2 separate regions of the Zea mays genome follow, and region 2 is linked to region 1. Evidence: chromatin contacts called from public Hi-C data. All regions are on one chromosome and are shown on one strand. The core of a region is the stretch at or near the end of the contact, and the rest is flanking DNA. Distances in the headings are between cores, read along the strand shown. Region 1 holds the start of LOC100193553. Region 2 holds the start of LOC103642314 (ethylene-responsive transcription factor 7).

What was found. A called contact is a pair of places that touch in the nucleus more often than the background predicts.
Region 2: a contact with region 1 is called in a Hi-C map of leaf, with 6 times the contacts expected there. The contact joins the promoter of LOC103642314 here to the promoter of LOC100193553 in region 1. A contact is called at or near these places in 2 of 25 Hi-C or Micro-C datasets (both in leaf).

The regions. Positions count from the first base shown.
Region 1 is chr10:13,584,328-13,589,742 of Zm-B73-REFERENCE-NAM-5.0, forward strand. It overlaps LOC100193553, which reads left to right and starts at 2,751. Exons shown (of 15, transcript NM_001138664.1): 1 at 2,751-2,914; 2 at 3,311-3,405; 3 at 3,501-3,614; 4 at 4,336-4,440; 5 at 4,535-4,606; 6 at 4,762-4,874; 7 at 4,982-5,116; 8 at 5,205-5,273; 9 at 5,377-5,415. The coding sequence starts at 2,782.
Region 2 is chr10:14,137,427-14,142,841 of Zm-B73-REFERENCE-NAM-5.0, forward strand. LOC103642314 (ethylene-responsive transcription factor 7) reads left to right here and starts at 2,679. Exons shown (of 2, transcript XM_020546108.1): 1 at 2,679-4,693; 2 at 4,818-5,211. The coding sequence starts at 2,930. The coding sequence ends at 3,409.

The sequences.
Region 1 (5,415 bases), core at 1,501-4,000:
TTGATTGTCATTAGCTCTTATCTACTTAGCACCCTAATGCAACTTTTACTGTCAATCAACAACCACATTTTGAGACAATAAACTTGTTCGACTCAAACACTAGCTTAAAGCCATCACGACATAAAAGAGAACCACTAATAAGGTTCCTATTTATTCCAGAAACGTGTTGCACATTCTTCAAAGAGAGAGTCTTTCCAGAGGTCAACTTCAGATCAACTCTTCCTATTCCATGTACAGCAGCCCTTGACCCCATTGCCCATCAAGATGGTGCTACTGTCGGTAGCCTGATAAGAAGAAAATAAGTTTAGATTAGAACAAACATGTACATTGGCTCTAGTGTCTAACCACCAATTGGTGAATTGACATGCTAAAAGAATTTGAGGGACATATCCAGAATTCCCAGCATCAGCAATAGCCACATTTGCATTTTTTTTACCATCACCTTTCTTGTCCTTCCTATTATGATATTTTCTGGCTATGTGACCAGATTCACCACACACAAAGCAAGTCAGGTCTGCAAGGTTTTTCTTCTTTTTAAAATCAGTGTTCTGCTTGGCCTTTGGTTTCTGGTTCGACTTGTTTTTGTTTTCCCACCAGATTTGTCTTCAACCACGTTGGCATTAGAGGTACCATTATCCATTGGACCAGAACAGGGCACATCCATAGATCTCGCCTTCTCCTCAACATCAAGAGTAGCAATTAGACTATCAACAGTCATTGTCTCCTTCTTGTGTTTGAGAGCCGTGGCAAAATTCCTACGGTAATTTGGCAATGATGCCACCAACCACGAACTTGTTAGATAGGACACAATCAAAGTGAGCAAGTTCCCCACTAGAAACTGAATTCCATGAGCCTGTTTCACGACAGATGGGTCATCGACCATCCTGTATTCATGGTACTGCTCATTAACATAAAGTTCACGTCCAACATCTGATTCAATATACATCCGGTCCAAGGTCTCCCATAAATCACGAGCCACTTCGTGATGCATGTGTATGTCATATAGTTGATCTAACAACAGTGTCAAGATACAACCAACACATGTTTCGTTATCGGACTCGAAGTTACGGTCTTGCTTTTTAGTGAGAGGAAGAACTGGGGAAATCACCCACCAGATCCTCAACGACATGAGCCATAATTTAACCCTAGTCTCACATATCTTAAAGTTTTGACTACCAGCAAACCGGTCAGGTTTCAGTGCATCCGAAGGTCCAGCCATATTAATTCTATCAGGTTTCTGGATTGTTGAAAAATTAACATGGCCTAAGATTAATTTGATAATGCAGCATAAAACGAAAAATCCAGATCTACTAGCAGATAATATCAACAGCATTAGAACATAACAGATCTAAACTAACTCAACAAGATTAACACATAACATAAGAATCGACCATAGATCTAACCATAAGACCGTCATCACAATAAACTGAAACCACAAATTTACTCACGTGATTTCCACGAGTGTTGAAGAAGAACCCGAGCGGACGTGCGCGAAGCACTTCCTAGAAATCTGATTCGCTGGCACCCGTGCAGGTCGTCAAAACGCCGATGGTGGTTCGGAGACACCGCTCTCCCTTGATCTGCTGCACGACAGACGAAGGGACGGCAAGGCAGAGAAGCGACGACGCAGATAATTGAGAAGAAGAGGATGAGTCGGTTGCTATTCGCCTCTGACCTCCGACGGAAGGACGCCTGCCCTTTATAGACGGGCCGACGCAACCCCTTGATTCGATCTGCTATATTCCAGAAACCGCCCCTGGAATATCTCTACGTGCAACCGCCCGGAGATCTCGCACGTAACGTGCGTGCCCGTTGCTTCTGGTTAACGTGGCAGTCTAGGTGTGATATTTGATAACCAAATAAACAAAAAACCAAAAAATAAACTGCCGTTTAGAACACGTCACAACACGATCGCGCATCGTCACAAGTCATGTGATAAATAACGCGAAAAACGCGAAACGCGAGCGAGCGCGTGTGCCAGCATCCATAGCCCTTTATTTATCTCATGTGAAGAGTATGGAACACTCCCATATATAAACTGATTCCATTCTATTCAGATGGTCGATATGTGACTAAAGTCTCGTGCCATCTCTACACATTACTTTGGCTTACTTATTAAATTGGGCCACGTACAAATGAGCCTAATTCAGACAAGGATTTGGGTCCACCTCGGCAGTTGCTTAACGGAATGGCAATCAGATTCAGCACAGCTGGTATTGTTTACACTTTAGACTAAAAAAATTAAGGAGATTATTATTTTCTCGATCGTTTCCTTACAGCTCAACGCAACAAGTAGAGAAAGGAAGAAAGCGTGACAAGACCCAGCCAGGAGGCAACTAGCAAGGCTGCAAAAGAGCAAAAGCCACCACGCTCCACGCCACGCAGCTGGTCTTTTCGTCGATGAAATCGGAAGCCCGTCTAACCGTTTCCCGTTGACTGTTCCACGGCTCCGTCCGACCAAATCCGGTAACGCCAATACATACCGACACGCACACCACTGACGCGGCAAGGGTCTCTGCTAACGGACCCATGCCTTTGCAGCTCTACCTGTCAGAGAGTGAGCCGCGCGCCTCGCCACGGACCCTGGCAGACAGAGACAGCCTTCGCCGTCGCCACGTGCTCCGCCCCCGAGGCCGAGCCCCGCCCAGACAATAATCCGCTACGGCCACTCCGTCGCGCACCCCCACCAGCAGCAGTTACCCTTTTGGCTTTTGCGACGCGCACAGACGAATCGGAATTTGATGCGGTTACACGCCTGAGAGCGAGCGGTGGCCGGCACGCATGGCGGCAGAGAAGCAGGCGGCGATGGACGGGCGGAAGGACGGGGTGGCGCGGGAGGTCATCCGGATGGAACGGGAGGCCGTCATCCCCATCCTCAAGCCCAAGCTCGTCATGCGCCTCGCGTATCTCATAGGTAAGCCACCACGACGCCGCTTCTCCCGATTTCTCTATTTACTCTATGTAGCAGCAGCAGCAGCGAGGGGCGCTCGTGGTCTATGACTGACAGGAAGTCTGGGGGACCGGCGCGAGGTGTCGGCCGGATTTCGTCTACTCAGTTGTACGTAGTGTTGTGCTCTACTCATTCGGCTCGAAGCATCAGCGTTCATCGGTCAATTTTGGTCGGTTCTGGGTCCAGAAGTAGAGATTCCTCTATCTGACCTTCGGCACGACTGCCAGTCATGCTTAATCGTCTGCTGGAATCCCATGGGGGCTTACGCTGCAAAAGCCAAAAGGGATTAGTGCAGACAGTGTTCTTTGTATCCAGGATTCCCCGTTGATTAACTATTCGTGTTCGAAAAACTGCACGCAGAGCATGAAGCTGATCGGAACGAGTTCCTGAAGCTGTGCAAGAAGGTGGAGTACACCATCCGGGCCTGGTACCTCCTCCAGTTCGAAGACCTCATGGCAAGCCTTCGATTTGTCTTTGTTCTTTTACTTCTGTTTGATTGCTCAAGGGGGCACTGATGGTTAATTGTCTGTTTTCTGTGTTCTCGATGCAGCAACTGTACTCACTGTTTGATCCTGTTTCTGGTAAGGAGAGGTTACAGCAACAGAACCTGACGCCGGAAGAAATCGAGACCCTCGAATTCAATTTCATGACATATCTTTTCCAGGTCGGTTAGGTACATGTTCCTCTGTTTAGCGTTACACACTTACACTATTACTATGGGCCAACGTCTTCCTCATCTTCATGTACACTTGTTCCTTATTACTTCACACTGAATGCATAAAATCCATGAAAGAATGTTTAACATGGATACAGCAGCTGTAACTGATTTTCTACAGACCAACAGGAGCCACATGGTGGCAACCATTGTTCCGATTTAGTACTCCCTCTGGTCCAGTTTATAAGGCGTAGTCTGACATATCTCGGTCTCCTAAATTAAACTTTGACGATTCATTTATTTATGTTATATTGTGTATGATTATAGTTTTCTATTATATTGTGTATTGTTATAAACTTATGATTATTTGATAGTACCCTTATTTACAAATATAATAGTGTCAAGTTTGTAGTACAATAATTAAAAGGTGTTTGCTAAATTAATGGCAGAAGATTGTAAAGTTTGACTCTTAACATACACAAAATGCCTTATTAACTGGACCAGAGGGAGTACCATGCATTTATTCACACCACTGAGCTTTGACTTTCTGGCCTTAAGTACATGGTTTATAATTCAAGACCTAAATCCTCATGGGAAATGGATTGCTTAGCATATTTTGTTCACTGTTACTTTTTACCAAAAGCATTGAAAATATGTGAAAAATGTTTAACATGGAAAATGTTTAACTAGTTTTGTTTAATCATTTTTATTTGTGTTCTGTATCAAGTAGGTGATGGAAAAGAGCAACTTCAAGTTGCTATCAGATGAAGAGTTTGATATTGCGCAATCTGGAAAATATTTGTTGAATCTTCCGATCAAAGTTGATGAATCTAAGGTTTGATTTTTTTTTACAGAAAAATTAAAATAGACTTAGTAACTTACATGACTAGTATTTTGTTGACGATCTATTTGCTAACCTTGAAATGCAGCTAGACAAGAAGTTGTTGACAAAATATTTTAAAGAGCACCCACATGACAATCTACCAGAGTTTTCAAACAAGGTATTATTCGTTCATGCAACTTTTCTTTTCATCCTGATGATACTTATGTTTATGAGGGATGATTAGAAATCTACAATAGCATTGGATGTTTTCATCATCCTCTGTTTTTTCTCATGGTTTCCTAAGACACATTCTTCATTGTCCACATCTTGTAGTATATCATCTTTCGTCGGGGCATTGGAATTGATCGAACAACTGACTACTTTTTCATTGAGAAAGTAGATGTAATGATATCCCGAGCTTGGAGGTCATTGCTCAGGGTTACCAGGTATCTGCACTCTTTTGCAGCAACCTTTTGTTTTTTGAACCCAATGTACTCCAGTATACAAAAATATTGTATGGTGTTATACCAATGAATTCTTATTTTTACTACAGGATTGACCGGTTATTTTCTAAGAAACAACATTTGAAGCCAAAGAATGGTACGAAGAAGACTGATGAAATTAATGAAGATGAAGAAGATCCAGAATTGTTTGTTGAGAGAATTCGATTAGAAAAAATTGAACTAAGGTTGCTCACTGTTCTCAGTAAAATTTGTTAGACTGCCAAAGTGCCAAACATAGATCTAACATGCAGTATCTTTACACATGTGAAACAGTTTGAAAAATCTCATGAGTAAGATGACAATTCAAGAACCTACATTCGATAGGATGATTGTGGTGTACAGGTAGATTCAATGTTCTGATTGCTCAACCTTCAAATTCATGATGGACTCTGGTGTTATTATTCTTGATGCAGTTATATTATCTGGCCTGATTGTGTATGTACAGGAGGGCTGGTACAAAGACTGAACCTGATCGGGGAATATT
Region 2 (5,415 bases), core at 1,429-3,928, 550 kb after region 1:
GATTTTATTTTAATATGTAGAATATTGCTGTGTATTTTGTTCACATGCTTGGTGTGATGTTAATTTTTCCCTGTATATTGTGCTTGTTTGTATTGTGGCGAGTAGAAGAGCCCGTTGCTGAGGATCCTGGTGAGCAGCAGATAGAAGTAGCTGAGCAGGAGCTCATTGAAGGCAAGTTGTGCCCTTGACCACTTTTTACCCAATAATGTTCTTTAATGTCACTTATTCATGCATAGGTTAATTTTGATGGGACCCGATAGGTCACCCTAGATTGTTTATCTCATTACCTTGTTTACCCCTGAATCACTTGGGTAGTTTGCTATTGCTTTACATGGTTTTGGGATAATCATTTATTATATCTATGTTCCAATTATTCTTTTGTTATTCTATTTATGTTCATGTCAAGTTCATTAATGTTAATTGGAACATAGAGCTTAACTTGAGAACCACGTGCCACCACAAGGGTTTAATGGGACGCCCTTGGCTGACTAATTAGGAAAGCTAGTGAAAGACTACCTTACCCGAAAGGGGCAAGGGCAGTAGGGGAGTGGTCAGTGTAGGGAGGTCCTTGGTTGATTTTGCTGCGATGGCGGTCAGGCAAGAACCCTGCATTGGAGCTTCCTATAAACTGTAGCGGGTTTTCGGAAGCTAGTGGAACTTTGTAAATGCCTCGTAGTGTTGCCCTGCCGCGCTTCCTAGGTAGAGGTGTATGGGAGTCGCGACCCCTTGGCAGATGGGTAACATGACTTGTGGGTAAAGGGTACAACCTCTGCAGAGTGTAAAACTGGTATACTAGCCGAGCTTACGGTCATGAGCAGCTCAAGACTCTCTGATGATTAAATTATGGAACCTAAATTCAATTTTGTCATTTGCATATGCATGGGTTTATTATTAATTTGTTCTATTACTTTATTTAAGGTTTGGTATTTACTTACACTTAGTAATTGCTAATAAAATTTTGACCAACTACTTAAAAGCAATGTTCAGCTTTAACCATTCTCTTTGATAAGCCTTACACTCCATGAGCTCCCACCTTTGGTGAGTTCATGTCACATTATTCCCCACGACTTGTTGAGCGATGAACGTATGTGAGCTCACTCTTGCTGTCTCACACCCCCCCACAGGAGAAGAACAGGTGGTTCAGGAGGAGCCACAAGGCGAGGAGTTTGATCTGATCTAGGTGGCGTTTCTCAGTTGACATTGGCGCCAACGATCCTTAGTTCGTTTTATGTTTATTCTTTTATTTTGTAATAAGTCTTCCGCTATGTAATAAATACTCTGATGTTTTATGACATTTATCTCTATACACTCTGTTATTATATATGTTGTCTTCTTGGCGCATGTATGAGATGCACCTGGCTTTGTTCCTTAAAGTCGGGTGTGACAGTGTTGGACTCTGAGAACTTGGATATCCAATCCAACAGCTCCTCATCATTGTCCTCAACAAAATCTTCAATCAGATCTAGCACATGAAGATGCCTATAAAACCAAAAGCACCAACCATGAGCATGAGGTGCCAGTACTACATATAAATCGTAGCAGAATGTGCTGGCAAAATCAAATGGCACATTGTTCTAACCTTTAAGCAACAAAAGGTTGTGAAGATAGTTGAATCTAACATTTTATTTTGTCAAACATATCTTAGGGATGAACTGAGGGCAGACAAAGCAAGCACTGTGGTAGATTGCGTCATCATCTCGCAAATGTTGTTCTCTTTACTACTCTCTCGTACAGACGAAATTACAGAGTTAGATGGAAAGAAGTGAAAATGTTCAGTGGTTCAGTTTAATTGCAACTAAATTTACATTAATAAGATTGTACAGAATTAAAATTGTTATGATATGATCATAAGAAGCTTAGGGAAAAGAGGGAAATATGGCACAATACTAAAAATATTAAAACTATACCTCTGTCAGCGGTATCTTTATATGCCTGAACTGATAACTAGTGAAAATATTAAAATTACTTTTACCTCTTAATTAACATATGTTTATGAGTTTTCCATTATATTGCAGTTGCCTTTTTGGCTCCATAATTGTCATATGATTGAAAGTTAATTGGCATCTCTATTCTCATTGCAATTGTGGAACCCAGATCATGGCCATTAGGCCATGGCCATGTGCTTCAAGGGTAGCCTAAAGAAGTTACATACATATATGTTCTTCAAGCCTGCAAGGGGTAGCCTAAGACAGCAATGTACATACCACATTAAAGCAACACTAGCACACTTGCAAAAGGGGGAAAAGAAAGAAAGTCCTCCTAGTTACAAACCGGCGACAACAAAACCATTCCTGCCACCTGCCCTGCCAACAAATCGATACTAGTACCGCGAGCCACAAATTTATGTGCCTCAAGTCAAACCATGCCCCCTCCGGGCACCTTCCTGGTCTGAAGCCCACTTCCTCCTAGTTGAATTCGCGCTACTAATAGAATCCCTTTCACCTAGCGATTGGCAGGGAGCAAAGACATCAGCGAGAAGAGGATTCTTGTCGACATGTTGTCCTAGGCATTCAACAATCCTCCACCGGGCAAGGTCAACTACTTGCTTTTCTCAGGGGGTCAGGATCTCTCTGATCTCCTTCGCAGTCTTAGAATGGAACTCTCTGATATCCTGCTAGTACGACCTCTCAATGCATTGTAAACATGAGAAGTTTCTCGAGAAAACCTCTTTCCTTTCCTCTCTATATATATCTCTCAAGTCTCAACGACCCCTCCCACTCCCGCCTTGCTCGTCCCCCTATTTCCCTTTCTCTCTCAACCTCTATCCCTGCTTCATTCTCCCAAAGTCACTGAAGACCAACGTTGGAAGGCGCGGCGGTGAGGAGATTAGTACCGAAGATCAAGCAGGAGCCTGCAGAGACGACCACGATCCGCAAACTAGTCCGCGTCTTCTGCGACGACCACGTCGGCATGGACTCCTCCAGCCACCATGGCTGCTGCCGGTGGCGGTGCTAGAGCGGAGGCAGGGCTGCGTAAGTTCCTCGTGGAGCATCAGCCGTGCTGCAATGCCACGGTGCCCAAGGGGAGTGTTGTCGACGGTGGCAAGAGGAAAGTGGCGGCGGCGGGCGTGCCGACGGAGCCGAGGTACAGGGACGCGCAGAGGAGACGGCCTAGGGGGCGGTACTCGGCGGAGATCCGCGATCAACATAAGGGCGTGTGGCTGTGGCTAGGCACGTTCGACACTGCTGAGGAGGCGGCCAGGAGGTACGACAGTGAGGCGTGCCGACTCCGCGGGCCGTCGGAGAACACCAACTTCCTTGCGACGCTTGATTATCGTGTCCCGCTTCCGGCGCTGTCGCTGCACGCCTTGCTGCCATGTGTAAGAACACTAGTATGGATCGGGGTTGAGCGCTACTCCCAGCACTCGAAGGGTATCGTGGTGTTACACGACGAGTCCACCGCAAGCTAGATGCAACTGGGCCCGAGTTCCTCCCCTCGTCCCCCTTCATCATTATTCCTTACATAATACATAACTCCTTCTATCGACTCTGGACACCCCACACTATGATGTGGCCCTCTACAGCCCATAGACTCGACTATTGGGCCTCCTTAGTCGAGTTGTCTTTTCCACCACCGAGTCTTCATCAGCCATCCCCTTCTTGATCCTCACATTCTTCCCTCTTTTAGAAGAAGCTTATCCCCAAGCCTCATGGCCCGGGAAACAAAGCTTGAGAGAATCGAGGTCCTCCTAGGTACGGTAGCAAGCTCTTCCGACCATTGCGCCCACTTGATCAGAAACTGGAGTTTGTCACCAGATGGACTTGACATCGCTGGGGGATTTTTTTAGGTATCTGTCATTTTTCAGACAGCAAGGGTAATTTGGTCCAACTGATTATTTGAAGCAGCTAGTAGGTGGAGTTTGTAAGCGAATGTCTCCACTTTGGCTTAAATAGGAAACTGACCAAAGTATTTGAACGCTAATTTGTGATTAGCTCTTTTGACCAAAGAGGACTAAACATAGGGTCGAAGTTTAAGGTACACCATGTCACCCACATCAAAGTTCATGTCTGTACGATGCTTTTTAGCTTACTGTTTTTGCGTTATTTAGCCTTGCTAGTTGTTGTCGAACTAACTGGAGCATAAGCTTTCTCTTAGCAAACCATTCTTGGAGTGAGGGCATAGAGCAAGCATCCCGGATGTTAAATCTCATGTATCTCGGGGGTAGCCATAGAGAACCTCAAATGGAGTAAGTTTGAGAGAAGCATGGTAACTTGTGTTATACCATAATTCCGCCAGAGATAGCCAACTTTTCCACTTGCTGGGACAAGCGTGAGCAAAACAGCGAAGGTGTGTTACTAAACATTTATTGACTCATTCCATTTGACCGTCGGATTGCGGGTGGTAAGCAATAGAGAGACGTAGTTCCACACCAACAAACTTGAACAGCTCTTTCCACAAGGCACTGGTAAATATTCAGTCACGATCTATGATGATGGCTTGTGGAAGGCCGAGAAGTTTAAACATATGGTCTATGAACTGTCAAGCCATTTTTGAAGCAGTGAACGGATGGTGGAGGGTACAAAGTGATTGTATTTTGAGAACTTATTGACAATGACCAAAATGCAACTGGAATGGTGGGAAGTTGGGATTCCTTCTATGAAGTCCATGGTTATAACTTGCCAAGCTCCTTCCGGTATAAGCAGCGGCTGCAGGAGTCTAGGGTACTTGACCCTTTTCGGTTTCGCTTATTGGGGTATGGAACATTGAGTGCATCACTGATGGATCATCTTCTTCATCCTTGTCCAGATAAACATCTTTTTGATTTTGTGGTAGGTCACCAGGAATCCTGAGTGGCCTCCAATTGGCGTGTTGTGCAGGTTTGTTGAATATGACCCAAGGGAACTCAGAAGTTGCTGGCAGCAAGATTTTGTTTTTGTACCATATGACACCTTCTCGGAGGGAGTAGTCGCCTGAAGGAGAGAGGACTGCCAGTTTCTGTAGGATGTCGTGGTGTCTTCATGAAGACTGTAGGAGTCTACAATTTTGGATAGCCAGGTCGGTTGTAAAGTACTAAGGGCCATGATATGATATGAGGGTAGGCGCGATAAGGCATCAGCCACTTGGTTGTTGAGACCCTTTTGTAGTGGATTTCAAACCTGAGGCCCAAAATTTTAGTGAGTGCCTTCTATTGCCATGGGGTTGTAAGGCGTTGGTCATCCAGATGGACCAAACTACGTTGATCTGTGCGAATAATAAAGTCATTGCCCACTAGGTACGACCGCCAGTGATCCACTGCCATAAGTATAACCAAGCATTCCTTTTCATTTGTAGAAAGTCCTAGATGGCGGGGACCCAACGCTTTGCTGATAAAGGCAATAGGGTGTCCAGCTTGTTGTAAAACTGCTCCAATTCCCTTGTCGCAGGCATCAGCTTCTATCTCGAATGGCTGACTGAAATTTTAGAGAACAAGCACCG